Linked DNA regions of Sus scrofa: region 1 is linked to region 2. The links are chromatin contacts, called in public Hi-C maps. All regions are on one chromosome and are shown on one strand. Each heading gives the region's core, a stretch centred on a gene start, on an enhancer-like site or on the middle of the called end of the contact. The rest is flanking DNA. Distances are from core to core; before and after follow the strand shown. Region 1 holds the start of SUSD2 (sushi domain-containing protein 2). Region 2 holds the start of GGT5 (gamma-glutamyltransferase 5).

Region 1 (3,178 bases), core at 305-2,804, 46 kb before region 2:
TAGGTCTGGCAGAGCCACTTTGGGAACCCAGAAGCACCAAACCCATCCTGGTTCAGGCCCGTCTCATGGCTACAGAGGCTGAGGGGGCAGCACTTACCCAGCAGATCCCCAGGGCCCACACGCTGCACTCCTGCTTCCAACCCTCTTAAGGCACCAACAGAGTGCAGGCTGTGAAAAGATGGCTACCTTCCCCCAGGCCCTCACACCCCCTTCCTGGGATCAGCCTAGAGCCCCTCTTGACTTGGACGCAGGACACCTCAGACCCACCCGGAACATTCGTTTCCTGAGCCCTGAGGCCCAGGTGAGTCCCAGCACCAGCCCCCAGGCTAGGCCTCAGTGCCCACACCCAGGGTACCTGTTCGAAGGGTACCCCAGGTGCTCAGTCATGCAGTTGGGAGCTGTGGTTCCCAACTAGCCCAGCCATCTGTGAGAGAGCCGGCTCTGAGGGGCGGTGACCAGGGCAAAATGCTGGCTGACCCCCCACAGCCAAGGCTGGTCACAGCCTAGTGACCTAGGCCCATGCCCCACTGAGGGGTCCAGGAACCTGTCTCCTTGAGAAACTGCCACTGGGGAGAGGGCTGTCTGCCTCTCCAGACCCCCAGCCTAGGTAGCAGGGCCCACTTGAGTCCCAGGCCTGTGCTTTCCCCACCCCACTCCCACCCCACCTGCTATAGAGCTTGCAGAAACCATCTCCAGGGAGACCTCACCGCCCCTCCCTGCTTTGCTGTCTGGGCCTCAGTTTCTTCACCTGTACTAGTGGGAGGGAGGTGAACAAGAGATTATGCAAACTCTGCAGTGAAAGGAGAGGGGTGCTGGCATTGGGCGGTGGCGCTGGGCGGCTCCTTTCCTGGTCCCCAGCCCAGGGCAGAGGCACAGCTGGAGCCTGACTGAGCCTGTTTCCTAATGGAATCTCCTAGGAGCCCAGTGGAGTCCCTCCAAGGGAAACCAGTATCCTGGGCTCAGCTCCCCATCTCACCCCCATCCCACTCCAGGGTTAAGTAGCCAGGGGCCGTGCCCCTCCCTCTTCTGCTTTCCCCTCCTCCCTCAAGGGGGATCCCCTGCAGAGCTATGTCTGACAGCTCCCGCCCTCCCCAGGAGGGCGCCCTCCACCAGCACCCACACAGTGCAGGCCCCAGTGCAAAAGTACTTGCTTCCTCACCTGGCCAGGCTGTGGGGAGGACCTGGGCATACCGCTACCTGCAGGGAAGCTGGGGTACGAGTCCTCTGGCCTGGGGCCCCCGGGGCGCGGGGGGAGGGGTGGCGCTAGAATCCTGGGATTTCAAGGACAACCCTGCCTCACCCCCAAGGCAGTATCCCATCCCCTGTGGGAGCTCCGCCTGCCCCCCTAGAGGAGGGCGGGGAAAGTGGCTGGGGTCCAGGGCCTGAGCTGCAGCCTCCGGACATCCGGCTCCAGGACGCTCAGCTCCCTCCCCTGTGTCGCAGGCCTGGAGGGCCAGGAATGTGCTAACGGAGCAGGTTGGGCTCTGCTAGCCCATCCGGCACCTGTGGACTTTGAGAGGGGACAGGGTGGGGCGGGGCGGGGCTGCAGCACGGGGCGGGGCCAGGCCATGGGGAGGGAGCGCCGCCACCTCCCAGCCACTGCTGCGCTGGCTGCAGACACAGGCCGCACAATGCAGCTGTCCCTCCTGCTCTGGGCCCTGCTGCTGCTGGCGACAGCCCCCGGCCCAGGCCCCTGGCCTGCAGCAGGTATGCCCTCACCCTGCCCTTCTGACCCCCTGTCACTCTGTCTGTCTGCCTGCTGTAGCCAGACCCAGGCTAAACCTCCCTGGCCTCAGCCTCTGTCCATCTGTCGGTCCATCTGACGCTACCGGGGGTGGTAAGAAGAAATTCTCAGAAGCCCAGGATCAAGGGGCTGTTGGTGGGGAGGGGGATCCAGGCCGTGCCCACCCTAAACTGGCTGGGAGCCCAGAGGCGGTGGGGGAGGGAGGGCACCAGGCCGTGTGAGCCTCGGCCCACACCTCGAGCCTGTGGAGGGTGTGTTTATACATGGAGGAGCCCCCACCCCCACTGGGCCCCCTGCCTGGCCAGGTGTAGGGCTGTGGGTACTTCTCAGGGTGGGCTGGACCCCAGAAAGTCCAGGGTAAGGCCCATGCCTCCCGGAGCTGCACTCAGTTCCTGAGCCAGGACCCTGGCCCTTCCACTGCGCTGGGCTGGGCTGAGCTGATTTTCCCCAGCTCCCTAGCCCCCTCCCCAGCCTATCTCCCATCTCAGGGAAGCACCAACACCCTCCTGGCACTTATCTCACTTACCGGCATCCCTTGGCCTCCTCCCCTAATCCCTCAAGCCATCTCATCCTCAGTCAATAAATATTTATTGAAGCTCTTGAGTGCCAAGCCCTGCACTGAGTGAAGTGGGCTGCAGTGGTGACTCAGGCCCAGGCCTGGCCCTTGACTGGCCCTTTAGGGGGTGGCAGGGAAGAGCCAGATTAGGAGTGCCTCCAACCCCCCGCAGCACCCCCCCATCACCCTCTCCCCTATCCTGGCCCTGCCCTCTCCCCTGGGTCAGACCCCTGACCTCTGTGGGGTCTGACACTCCTCTCCCCTAAGAGAGGGGTGGGCTCCCTTCCAGGCCATAACTGGTGACCCTCACCACCCAGCAGAGTGAGATAGGGCCTCCTGGGCTTCCAGTGGGATTCTCAGTAGCCACAGCCCCAGTCCCCAGACCAAGCAAGCCAGGCTGGGGTCCCTCTCCAGGCCACCGGTGCACTGATTCTTTTCAGGGGTAGAGAGAGGTCCCCAGCCCACATCTAGAGGTCAGGCACCTACAGCCATCTGAGGAGGCTCTCAGGTCTAGGACTTGGTGGCTGAGGGTCAGTCCCACCTCAGGGCTCCTCCTGAAAAGTTTTATGTCAGGAGGCATTTACCTGAATGCCCTCTCATTCTAGCCAGTCAGGCCAACTGGACTAACCATGACCCCATCCATGGGCCCTGGGCATTTCCACTGTGTCCACATAGTGGTCAGTGCAGTTCCAGGCTGGCCTGCCCCTGGGGACGGAGACGTGGGCCCTGTGCATGGGGTGCCCGGAGCAGGCACTAAGGGCTTCTCCTCCAGGTGCCCAGGGGAGCTGCTCCCACCGCTGTGGAGTCCGGGATGGGCCGTGCTCCTGCCACCCAACCTGCTTTGGCCTGGCCAGCTGCTGCTCGGACATCCAGAGCTT
Region 2 (3,064 bases), core at 350-2,849:
GCCCTGCTCTCAGGGTGCCCAGCTAGAAGTGGCCAGGGAAGTGGGGCCAGCTGAGGGACCCCCTCTGGCCTCAGCAGAGCACAGGGTGCAGGGGACGGGGGCTGGACCCCCACCCACTGTTAAGCATTGTCCTCCCAGGCCTCTTCACCTGGCACAGCATAGAAACTGAGGCACAAGGAGGGGATGTGGCCACATAGCCACATAGTCCACCAGGCCCCTGAGCTGCAGAGTCTACTGGGACAGGAGGCCGCCTTGTGGGATGGCGAAGGTGGTGGGCACCTCCTGCCACCCCCACCCGACCCCCAAACCGCACTGACATTGCTCAACCAGGAACCAAAATACATTCCTGGGCTGAGGACAGCCCAGCTGCTGGGACAGGGGGCAGGCAGGGTCAGGGTTGGACATCCCCCCCACCTCCCAAGCCTCCTGGTCAGGCAGAGGCCAGGGTGCAGGGATCTGCTGGACCAAAGGCCCAGGGAAGGAACAGGCATTGTGCTGGGCTGGCCAGGACTGGCTAGAAATGTGGCCCAGGAGGTCCAGCCAGGAAGGGCCCTGGTGTTGTCCAGGAGGGGAGGGGCTGGAGTGGGGAAGCCAAATCCCAGGGCAGCCTCGGCTGAGCCCCATGGCACCCAGGAAACTGGGGTGCACCCTGCTTGCATGCCAGCCCCCACTTCCAATGGAAGCAAGGCCTGCCCCTCAGGCCTGTCTTCTCCTTGCAAAGGGGCCAACACCTTTCCTCTGGGATGTAAATGAGGACTGAGGAGAGACTTGCCAACCCCCTCCCACCCCCCCACCCTCCCATCCCCCAAGGATCCCAGAGCTTAGGGCCCAGACCTAGGGGGGATTCTGCAGGCCAGCATGCCTTCCCCTGTGAGCACCTTGAAAGTACCAGGATTTCCTGCCTTATGAAGGAGACCCCAGACCTGGCCTCCCCTAGCCCCATGCCCCTGCCCTCAGGGGCCCCCACTGGTGCTCACTGGGCCCCCCTCACCTCTGCTTGCCTCCACCAGCCTTTCACAGCATCTCACCTCTGGTGTTAAAACTGTGTGTAAAGGATGAGTTAGGAGGCACTGAGGAAGGGTGGGAGGGGCTGGTCCTGGTGGAAGACGCTGGGCCTGTATCTCCCTGTTTCTCCCCAGACCCGCCCTCCTCAGGGCTCCAGTCCAAGCCCTGACCCTTGGGGGTCTGGGGACCACTTCCAATTCTCTGATCCCTGAGAACAGGACCTCCTTCTGGAATGGATCACGGCTTGGGTTTCACTTTGGGTTTCTGCTTGGAAAGCCCCCTGGGCCTGGCTCTGACCAACATGTTTTGCTCCAGCCTCTTGCCCAATCCCACTCTCTCAGACCTTAGCTTCGCCTTGTGTGTTGTGATTAGGGTGAGGCCAGACACCCCCTGGGTGGCGGGGTTCCCAGCATCCGCGGAGGAAACGCCAGGGCTGCAAGCCCCCCAGTGGCCAATACTGGGAAGTGCCGCTCCCAGCCCAGGGAAGGGGTGGCCTGGCCCTTCCAGGGGCTCAGGGTGAGCAAGAACAGAGCTGAGCATGACCCACCCTGGGCCCCTACCCACCCCCTACACTCCTAACTCCCACCCCACCCATTCACCCAGCTACCGTGAAAATGCTGAGGCTGGATCCAGGGCCCAAGGTGTAAAGACCAACAAATCCCATCTAGCCATCCTTCCCCGCCAGGTGACTCCACTTCACACAGGATGCTGAGGCCCAGGGAATTGAAGTCAGCCAGCAAGACTGCCCAGAGCTGGGCGCTGCAGCCCCCATTTATTGCACTGCTTTGCCGCTCACTTATCCCCAGGCTGCCAGACCCCCTTGACTGCCTGAGCACTCAGTAGCCTGCAGGCTCCCCACCCTTCCTGGAGTCTGAGGCAGCTGCCCAGCCGCTGGGTGTGCGGACAATGGCCTGTACCACACCAATGAAGGTGGACGCGTCCTGGATGTAGTGGTGCCGTGTCTTCAGGGCTGCAGCCACTGCCTGGGAGAGGGAGGAGGAGGGAGACCATGCCCATGAGGGCATGTGCTCTGCAGACCCAGGTAGTGCCCCTTTCCACTGAGCGGCCAGGAAGCAAGTTGGGGGCAGCTGGGCCTATTAGTCTCATAGGGGGCAGGTGGCCTAGCCCTCATTGTAACCCCGCAGCAGGCATGAGGGTCACCTGCCCTGAGGATACTAGCCATCGTATATGCCTGATGCTCAGGATTCCCAGCGGGGGGGCCCTTGCTGTGACTCAGGTCCCCTGCCCTCTGCCGCACCTGGTCGATGCCCTTCTCCAGCGTCGTCGTGTTGGGCAAAAGCTGGTTGTGCAACCTGGGTTCCTCCACTGCCCGCTTCACATCGTAGCCAAACCACAGGCTGTGGATGATGGCCTGGGGGTGTGGGCGTGGGGTCAGCATGGCCCAGAGGGCAAGGAGCTGGGGCACAGGAGGGTGGCACATACCAGCGCGGTAGATGTGGTGATCTGTGTGCCCCCCGAGGCACCCACCACCATGCGGACCTGGCCGTCCTCACCCACGATGATCACGGGGCACATGGATGAGAGTGGCTGTTTTCCTACAGTGGTGGGGGCAAGAGGGAAGGGACAGAGGTGCTGGTCAGCTGCTGCCAGGGATACCAGCCCCTTCCCCACCCAAGCCCCCCACCCACACCTGGTGTGATGAAGTTGGCTGGTGAAGGGCGCACCCCGAACTGGTTGGTGATGTTGGGGGAGCTGAAGTCGTCCATCTCATCGTTGAACAGGATTCCACTGATCCGGGATCGTACCTTGGAACCAAAGCTACCGACCGGCTGGTCACCAGCTGTGCCTGCTTTGCCTGGCCCCTCCCACACCACATGCCCTCCAAGACTCCAACATGCTCCCCGGGGGAGGCGGGGTCAAGTACTCTGCCACCGTGGAGCCACCGCCCCCCCCCTTTCTGGGACACACGGACAGCCCCTGGCCCACCCAGGCCACCCAGCAGCCCCTACTAGAGGTTGATGGTGCTGGTGGCCGACACGGCGCTGCCATCCTCCGAGACCACAGATAGGTGGGCGGTGCCCGCGTCATCCGGTGTGTA

The links. A called contact is a pair of places that touch in the nucleus more often than the background predicts.
Region 1: a Hi-C map of subcutaneous adipose tissue shows a contact between it and region 2, with 1.7 times the contacts expected there. The contact joins the promoter of SUSD2 here to the promoter of GGT5 in region 2. A contact is called at or near these places in 1 of 5 promoter capture datasets (liver), 8 of 47 Hi-C or Micro-C datasets (embryonic fibroblasts, fetal heart ventricle, fetal skeletal muscle and 5 more) and 1 of 2 datasets of contacts at active chromatin or transcription factors (skeletal muscle).

What each region holds. Positions count from the first base shown.
Region 1 is chr14:49,682,119-49,685,296 of Sscrofa11.1, reverse strand. SUSD2 (sushi domain-containing protein 2) reads left to right here and starts at 1,554. Exons shown (of 16, transcript XM_013983126.2): 1 at 1,554-1,707; 2 at 3,073-3,178. The coding sequence starts at 1,569.
Region 2 is chr14:49,636,719-49,639,782 of Sscrofa11.1, reverse strand. It overlaps GGT5 (gamma-glutamyltransferase 5), which reads right to left and starts at 1,599. Exons shown (of 14, transcript XM_013983128.2): 1 at 992-1,599. It overlaps GGT1 (gamma-glutamyltransferase 1), which reads right to left. Exons shown (of 12, transcript NM_214030.1): 8 at 2,976-3,064; 9 at 2,657-2,784; 10 at 2,449-2,561; 11 at 2,264-2,377; 12 at 1,753-1,988. The coding sequence ends at 1,842.